Linked DNA regions of Astyanax mexicanus: region 1 is linked to region 2. The links are chromatin contacts, called in public Hi-C maps. All regions are on one chromosome and are shown on one strand. Each heading gives the region's core, a stretch centred on a gene start, on an enhancer-like site or on the middle of the called end of the contact. The rest is flanking DNA. Distances are from core to core; before and after follow the strand shown.

Region 1 (3,554 bases), core at 462-2,961, 54 kb before region 2:
AAGGGGAGGTGAGGCCAATAATGCGCTCTCTTGGAATTTCCAGTTTATAGTATTTAAATGTGCATTAAAAAGATACTACTTATATAAATCCTAAGTAATGCCAAGCTGGTTTTAAATGGAAGTGAACTACAGACAAATAACTGCTATAAAAAAACAACAACAGATTATGTATAGCCAAACCCCTTTCATCATAGCGATGTGATTATCGATGTGAAAGATCGAAAGTCATTAGACATCTCTGTCTTTTGTCACACTCTGTCTGACCCCCGGTGACCTCCACAATTTACAGGGCTTTCTAAAAGCAGACCACCAGGAAAGCAGTGTGTAATTGAGTCATTGTGTTCAGAGTGTGGGAGATTCCTCACCGGTTGCGTTTTTTACGATGCTCCCTGTTGGAATTCTCCGACTCGCTGCCACTGCTGGTGTTGCCCCGGGAACGTGACCTGAGGGGCAACAGGAAAGGGTTAAAGTTGAAAAGAGGAGAAAACGAGAATAGTAATGAGATACAACAGGAAACAGAGAGAGAGAAAATCGCCATAATCTGGATTCGAACATTACTCAAATATTCACTATTCACTGTATACCTGTAACTCTACCTCTTCACTACTTTACTTTAACTGATGCTCTCAAACATCAACATTAAGAGACAAGAAATTCAAGTAATTAACTCTTGATGAGTTCAGCACAGCTGTTAACTGAAAGCCTGAATTCCAGGTGACTCTACCTCATAAAACTGACTGAGAAAATACAGCAGAGATGTGCAAAACTGTCTAATCTAAGCAAGAGGAGCTACTTTATTAAATAATTTCATATATTTTTTTCAATAGTTAGATGTGTTCAGTATTAATCTACAATGTAGAACATTTTAAGATGTGTCCAAACTTTTGATTGATAATGTATGTGGTTCAATATCAGTATAACGGACAGGCACTTTTTTTGCTTGCAAGTCCACAGTGCTGCCTGGTTAAGTTGATTAAATCTTTATTTAATTTAAGTGATTAAATAACACTTTTTATATAAAAAAAATACATACAGTATATATTTTTTATAATTTTTTAAAAGTATATTTTAAATAATTTAGGCAATTCTAATACTTAATTATACTATATTATTTAGCTAATTTACAAATCCGAAATATATAGTATATATGCAGTTAATCACATGACTAACAATTTATATAAATATAAAAATAATTATGTTTCAATAATAGCTGTAAAAACACTTATTTACTCAAGTTCAAATACACATCTGTTGCATAACTCACGTTTCTGTCCAAAGAAAAACTCAATTTGTATTTTTTTATTTATTTATATATATATATATATTTTTTACAAAACTGTTTACTATATATTGTAAATTAAATTCAGGAGACTTTTCTCACTTTTCTCAAAATCTCATGATAAACAGACAGCAAAAAGACTAAACGTCTGTTTATATATACTTAAACTGGACATTAAGAGGCTTTTTTACATTTTTCTAAACAGCTGCTTTTTGGTATACAGTGTTTTCTTTTGACAGTGTATATTTCCTGTACATAAGAGTGACGTATCGTCTCCTACCGTCTCCGATGCTGTTTACTGGCCGGGTCCTCTGTGCTCGGGTCTCTCCTGAGGAAACAGAAAGGGAAGCAGGGATTGGTTTAATCAGACTCTACAGAAACGCTGATCTCCCTTACGGTCTGCAGTCTCCACACACCGCCTGTTCCCCACCAGCGCCTTCCTGCTCTCAGACCGTGAAGAAAACGCCTCCCCAGACGCTTTGATGGTTTATCACTATTTATTTATTTCAGAGGATTCCTTTCATCACGGCTGAACCCGAGGGAGTTCAGATCTCAGAGCTCTACAGAACTCATTACTGCACACCCTGCCTCAACCAGACCCAGAGTCAAAGGACAAAACAGCCTGAACATGTTCTAAAAAATGATTAAAAAGGAGGTTTATCTGAGGATCATCTGCAGAGAGCGGTCCAAGAGATTTTTGTATTTTAATCAAATTTAACTGCACTTTGACTTGGACTCGACTACCATAAGTCTTGGTCTTCATTTTGACTCCACAAGTCCTGCTCTTGGTCTTAAACTCAGACTTAACATGATCTGGTCTGTGTCTTGATTTTGACTTGAATACTAAAAGTCTTCGTCTTCATTTGGACTCAATGAAGTTACAAGTTCTAGTCTTGGTTTTGACTTGGACTCAAATACTTGGACTCAGGTCTTAAACTCAGATCTGGTCTTGGTCTTGAATTGGACTCAACTGATAAAAGTCTTGGTCTTAAACTCACACTTGACATGATCTGGTCTTGACTTGGACGCAACTATTCAAAAGTCTGGGTCTTGACTTGGAATCGACCACAGGACTCAACCTCTCCTGGTCTCAGTATTGTCTTAGTCTTGACTACTAAAAGTCTACATCTTGACTTGGACTTAAAATGTCCAGATCTTGGGCTTATCTCCATCTTGGCCACTCCCAGTGTCAGTATTGACTTGGACTCGACTATTAAAAGTCTTTGTAGCCTAAACTCAGACTCAACATGCCATGGTCTTGGTCTTAGACTTAGACTTGACATGATCTGGTCTTGGTCTTGACTTGGACTCAACTACTAAAGGTCTTGGTGTTCATTTGGCTTCAACATGTCCTAGTCTTCCTCTTGACTAGGACTCGACTACTAAAAGTCTTGGTCTTCATTTGGACTCGACAAGTCCTGGTCTTGGTCTTGACTTGGACTCAAACACTAAAATCTTGATCTAAATGTCTTGGTCTTAAACTTAGACTTGATCTTCACTTGGATTCAACATGTCCTGATTTGGTTTCAGCTTGGTCTCTGTCACTCCCAGTTTCAGTATCGACGTGGACTCAACTACTAAACGTCTTGGTCTTGTGACTTGAGTTTGAAAAGTCTTGGTCTTGGTCTTGAGTTGGACTCAACATATTATTAGTTGATTTATTCTTGGCCACTTTTGGTCTCAGTACTCAATACAAAAACCTGTCTACTAAATGTCTGAGTCTTGATTTGGGCTTGGTTTTAGTGATCTTGAATACAACACTATAAACTCAGCCATGCTTCTGCTCAGTACAGGCTTTATTACAGTTTTTACTCACTAGAGGGAGTCAGTGTACTGCTCGCTTCACTTCTACAGACAGGAATTACCTAATATAACTCTCTCTTATACTCAAACACCAACCCCAGACCCCCACAGACCCCCGGACTCTCCCACATGTATGTATGCATGTAGCTCTCTCCAGCATTCAGCTTAATCCTGTATTGAAAATATGAGAAATCTAATCTTTCACTGAATAAAATTATTCGCACTGCCTTTCAGCGCATTCACATTCATGATCCAGGCATGCCGGCCACAGGCAAGACCAAAGTAATAGAAAAAAAAGATTATATTGATAAAACCATTGACGTGGAATACTAAAGATGTGGTGTGGAAACGGCTGCATCCAATCTATTCAACAGAAATGTATTCATCAATCCCCACTATTCCCACTGCAGACTGCAGGTCCACTGCTGCATACTGCCTGCTGATCATATCCAATTCCATTTTATATTATATA
Region 2 (3,707 bases), core at 86-2,585:
ATGCATCAGTAGTTCTTGAAAGGTTTTTAAACCAGTTTTTTAAAATATAAAACATATATACAACTGCTGTTTGGCAAAAAAGAACTTGTATCTTCATTTTTTTACTTTTTTAATATTTATATGTATGGTGTTCTTTAAATTGTATCAGAATTTCATGATAAATGGACCAACAAATATCGTCATAACATAACTTAGTATAGAATAAAATCATTTTACAAAGATTTCCATTAATTAGAAGCTTTCAATGTTTTTTCTTCTTGTTCTGTAAAGTTGAGTAGAGCCATCACGAAGATAAAAGGATAAAAGGAGTGTCGTCGACACTATGATTACAGATGATGTCCAGTTAAAAAGCAGCACTGACGTTATCTATAACATGTTCAGAGTATAGAAAAACAGTGTATTGTGAGTCAAATAACAAAATCATGATATGTAAAATATTGTCATATTGCCCAACTCTAATATTGAATTATTGTAAATGTATTAAAAACTTGTATCATCGTTATTAAACATTTTATAATACACAATATCTATTGATATTGATTTATTGCCCAGCTCTAAGTGTTACCATTGTGTTGTCTGATAGGTGTGGCAGTGGCACAGGAATACTTGTGAGTGAGAGCCTGGCTCTGGAATAAGGGGATAACTGGGGGGATTCTGCCTGTCTGGTTGAATGGCAACCATACAAAGAAGAGAAGAGACAGAAGGAGAGATGGAATTGATTCAGAAAGTGAGCATTACTGACCTTAATGCCCTGCTGCTGAGAGGTGAGGGTGAGCTTGGTCTCGTCCAGCAGCAGAACCTCGCAGTAGAACTCCTCCTGGACCGAGCAGAAGCAGCTCATGGTGCCACCAAAATCCCTCCTCTAAAAAACTGCCACTCAGATTCCAGCCAGCCTGTCCAGCTCTACCCCAGCACCATGACCAGCACCATGATCAGCCCGGCCACCTCACCCGCTCCTTCACTTTCTGCACTTCAGCTTCCTCCACCTTTTTCCTCCAGTTTAATTCGGGTGGTTTATGCGCTCCTCCGTCTGACAACGGTGCAATCTGGCAACCCGGCTAGCCCTGCTCCTTTGTGGGGATCAGCGAGTAACACACTTCCATCCGCGCGCTGCTGCTGCTGGAGATAAGAGGGGGGGGTCATGAGTGAGAGTCCGGTCTGCAGGTGTTTCCCGCTAAACCTGCACAGGTAACTCCAGTTAGTACAGTTTAATCGCTTCTTCTTCTCTGGTTTTGTAATAAATCGCGCTGTTTTTGGAGCAGAAGCTGCTGAACTGTTCAGAAGCGCAGACGCGGTGAATGCAGGACTCCGGCGCTCCGTTGCCAAGCAGCTATTATTTACCCCACCCGTTATCGGTCCAAGCCCCGCCCCCACGCTGCCATTGGTTAATAGTTCTTTCTTTCTTTCTTTCTTTCTTTCTTTCTTTCTTTCTTTCTTTCTTTCTTTCTTATTACTATTATTTACCTACCTGTCCCTACCCCACAGTTCCATTGGCTAATAGTTCTTTCATTCTTTCTTTCTTTTCTTTCTTTCTTTCTTTCTTTCTTTCTTTCTTTCTTTCTTTCTTTCTTTCTTTCTTTCTTTCTTTCTTTCTTCCTTCATTCTTTTCTTTCTTTTTCTGTCTTCGTTTCTTTATTTTCTTCCATTCTTTCTTTCTCTCTTTCTTTCTTTCTTTCTTTCTTTCTTTCTTTCTTTCTTTCTTTCTTCCTTTCTTTCTTTCATTCTTTCTTTATTTATTTTCCTTTTCTTTTTATTTTTATTATTTACCCCAGTGGTCATTATTTTCTGACCAAGCCCCGCCCCCACACTGCCATTGGTTAATATTTCTTTCTTTCTTTCTTTCTTTCTTTCTTTCTTTCTTTCTTTCCTTTTTTCTTTCTTTTTTATTATTATTTACCTACCTGTTTTCCGACCAAGCCCCGCCCCCACACTGCCATTAATTAATAGTTCTTTCTTTTTTTCTTTCTTTCTTTAATAATATTTTTTTCATGATTTTAATGTAACCATCTCAGAAATATCATGATAAAAATAATTTACATAGTAACGTATATAAATATTCTGCCAGGATATTTTTGTTTAGATGAAGGCAACAGCTTGGAAACTTAAAATACGCATAAATTATCTTCATAAATTTTCTTAATATTCTCATATATTACTGAAAATATTATATTTATTAATGCAAATGGTACAATTGGTCCTCTTAAATGAAAACATGTAAATGAATGTGTATATGAATGTAATTAACAAAGTAAACTGTTAACCAATCGCAGCGCAGGAGGCGGGGTTCAGAAAACAGGTGGGGAATAAAAAAGCTCAGGAGCGGCGCGTCTCCTCACCGCGATTGTTCTCAGACTCCGCCCACATCCACTTTACCTTCCACTGAGACAGAGAGCGCGCGAGCAGCGGCAGCGCACTGCCCTCTGCCGGAGAGCACGCGGAGCGGGACAGAGAGAAAAAGCAGGAGGGTAATTACAGTCATTTTAGTAATTTTAGGGAGGGAGGGGAGGGACATTCCTGTCTGACTTTTTGATTTAGTGTGAGATTATTTTGAGCAGTTTATTATCATAAATTAGAATAAAATGTCATAATTATTTTGTGGTCTCAATGTATTCCTTTATGGTCTCACTCAAAACACACTTAGAATGAGTTAAATCGAAGTGATCCAGACTACGAAGGAACACATAAGGAATCATGCAGTAAACTGTAGTACAAATGTGTTAAACAAACTAAAATACCAAAATGTGAAGAATTTAGGTGCTCTGGGGAGCTTTTAACTTGAGATTTCTGAGTCTGGTAACTGGTAACTCTGATGAACTTATCCTCTGCAACAGAGAAAACTCTTACTCTTTCTATACAGTTTCATCATTCATCTTTTTTATGGTCTTTTTGACTGAACCTAAACATTCTTTCAAAGTTTTTTTTTACTTAGTTGAGCAGTTCTTGCCATATTGTGTATTAAAACATTACTCAAATAGGACTATTCACTGTATACCAACTCTACCTCAGCTTCACTCCAACTCTACCTCTTCACAAACACACTGTGACAATGCAGCTGTTAACTGAATGCCTGAATTCCAGGTGATTCTACCTCATAAAGGTGACTGAGAAAATCCAGCAGAGTAGTTCCGTAATAATAATAATAATAATAATAATAATAATAATAACAATAATAATGTTGTTTTTGTTGTTTATTATTATTATTATTATTATTATTATTATTATTATTATTATTATTATTAATAATAATAATAATACTACTAATAATAATAATAATAATAAAAAAAGACCTCATTTAACTTACTTAACCAGCCTTAAGCTTTTATACCTGTATATTTGCACTCATATTTATACAGGTACTGTTCTGTTTACAACGGTACTGTCATTCCCTCTTAATCCCTCTTAATTAAAGCAAAGTACAATGTTTGTAAAAACACAGGAGGTGGTCATAATGTTTTGATGTTTGAGCGCGTGCTCGCCGCTAGATGGCGGTGTGCTGGCGTGTGCGCTGCGCATGCGCACGAGCGGAGTGACGATTCTCATCATGGCGTAAGAGAGCGGAGTGAGAGCGGAGCTGCGCTGAAATTCAGACACAAAAGAAAAGTTTTGGCGTTCGCGCGGCGGAGTGAGAGAGAGCGCGGGGATCTGCGGGGGCTCGGCCGGGTTCTGCGGGAGAGCGGGATGTGTGCCGGGGCTGCGGGCGGCTCGGG

Evidence for each region. Hi-C and Micro-C count contacts between places; a contact is called where the count stands out from the background.
Region 1: a contact with region 2 is called in a Hi-C map of muscle, with 15 times the contacts expected there. The contact joins the enhancer-like site here to the promoter of epb41l4a in region 2. A contact is called at or near these places in 2 of 3 Hi-C or Micro-C datasets (both in muscle).

What each region holds. Positions count from the first base shown.
Region 1 is chr20:3,210,963-3,214,516 of AstMex3_surface, reverse strand. It overlaps epb41l4a (erythrocyte membrane protein band 4.1 like 4A), which reads right to left. Exons shown (of 23, transcript XM_022680884.2): 16 at 1,560-1,607; 17 at 366-443. Among protein-coding and RNA genes, the nearest start is that of LOC103032978, 27 kb to the left of the region's middle. Within about 2 kb of position 1,711, the one cell type or tissue checked has an H3K27ac peak away from gene starts, as active enhancers do.
Region 2 is chr20:3,156,538-3,160,244 of AstMex3_surface, reverse strand. It overlaps epb41l4a (erythrocyte membrane protein band 4.1 like 4A), which reads right to left and starts at 1,335. Exons shown (of 23, transcript XM_022680884.2): 1 at 743-1,335. The coding sequence starts at 841.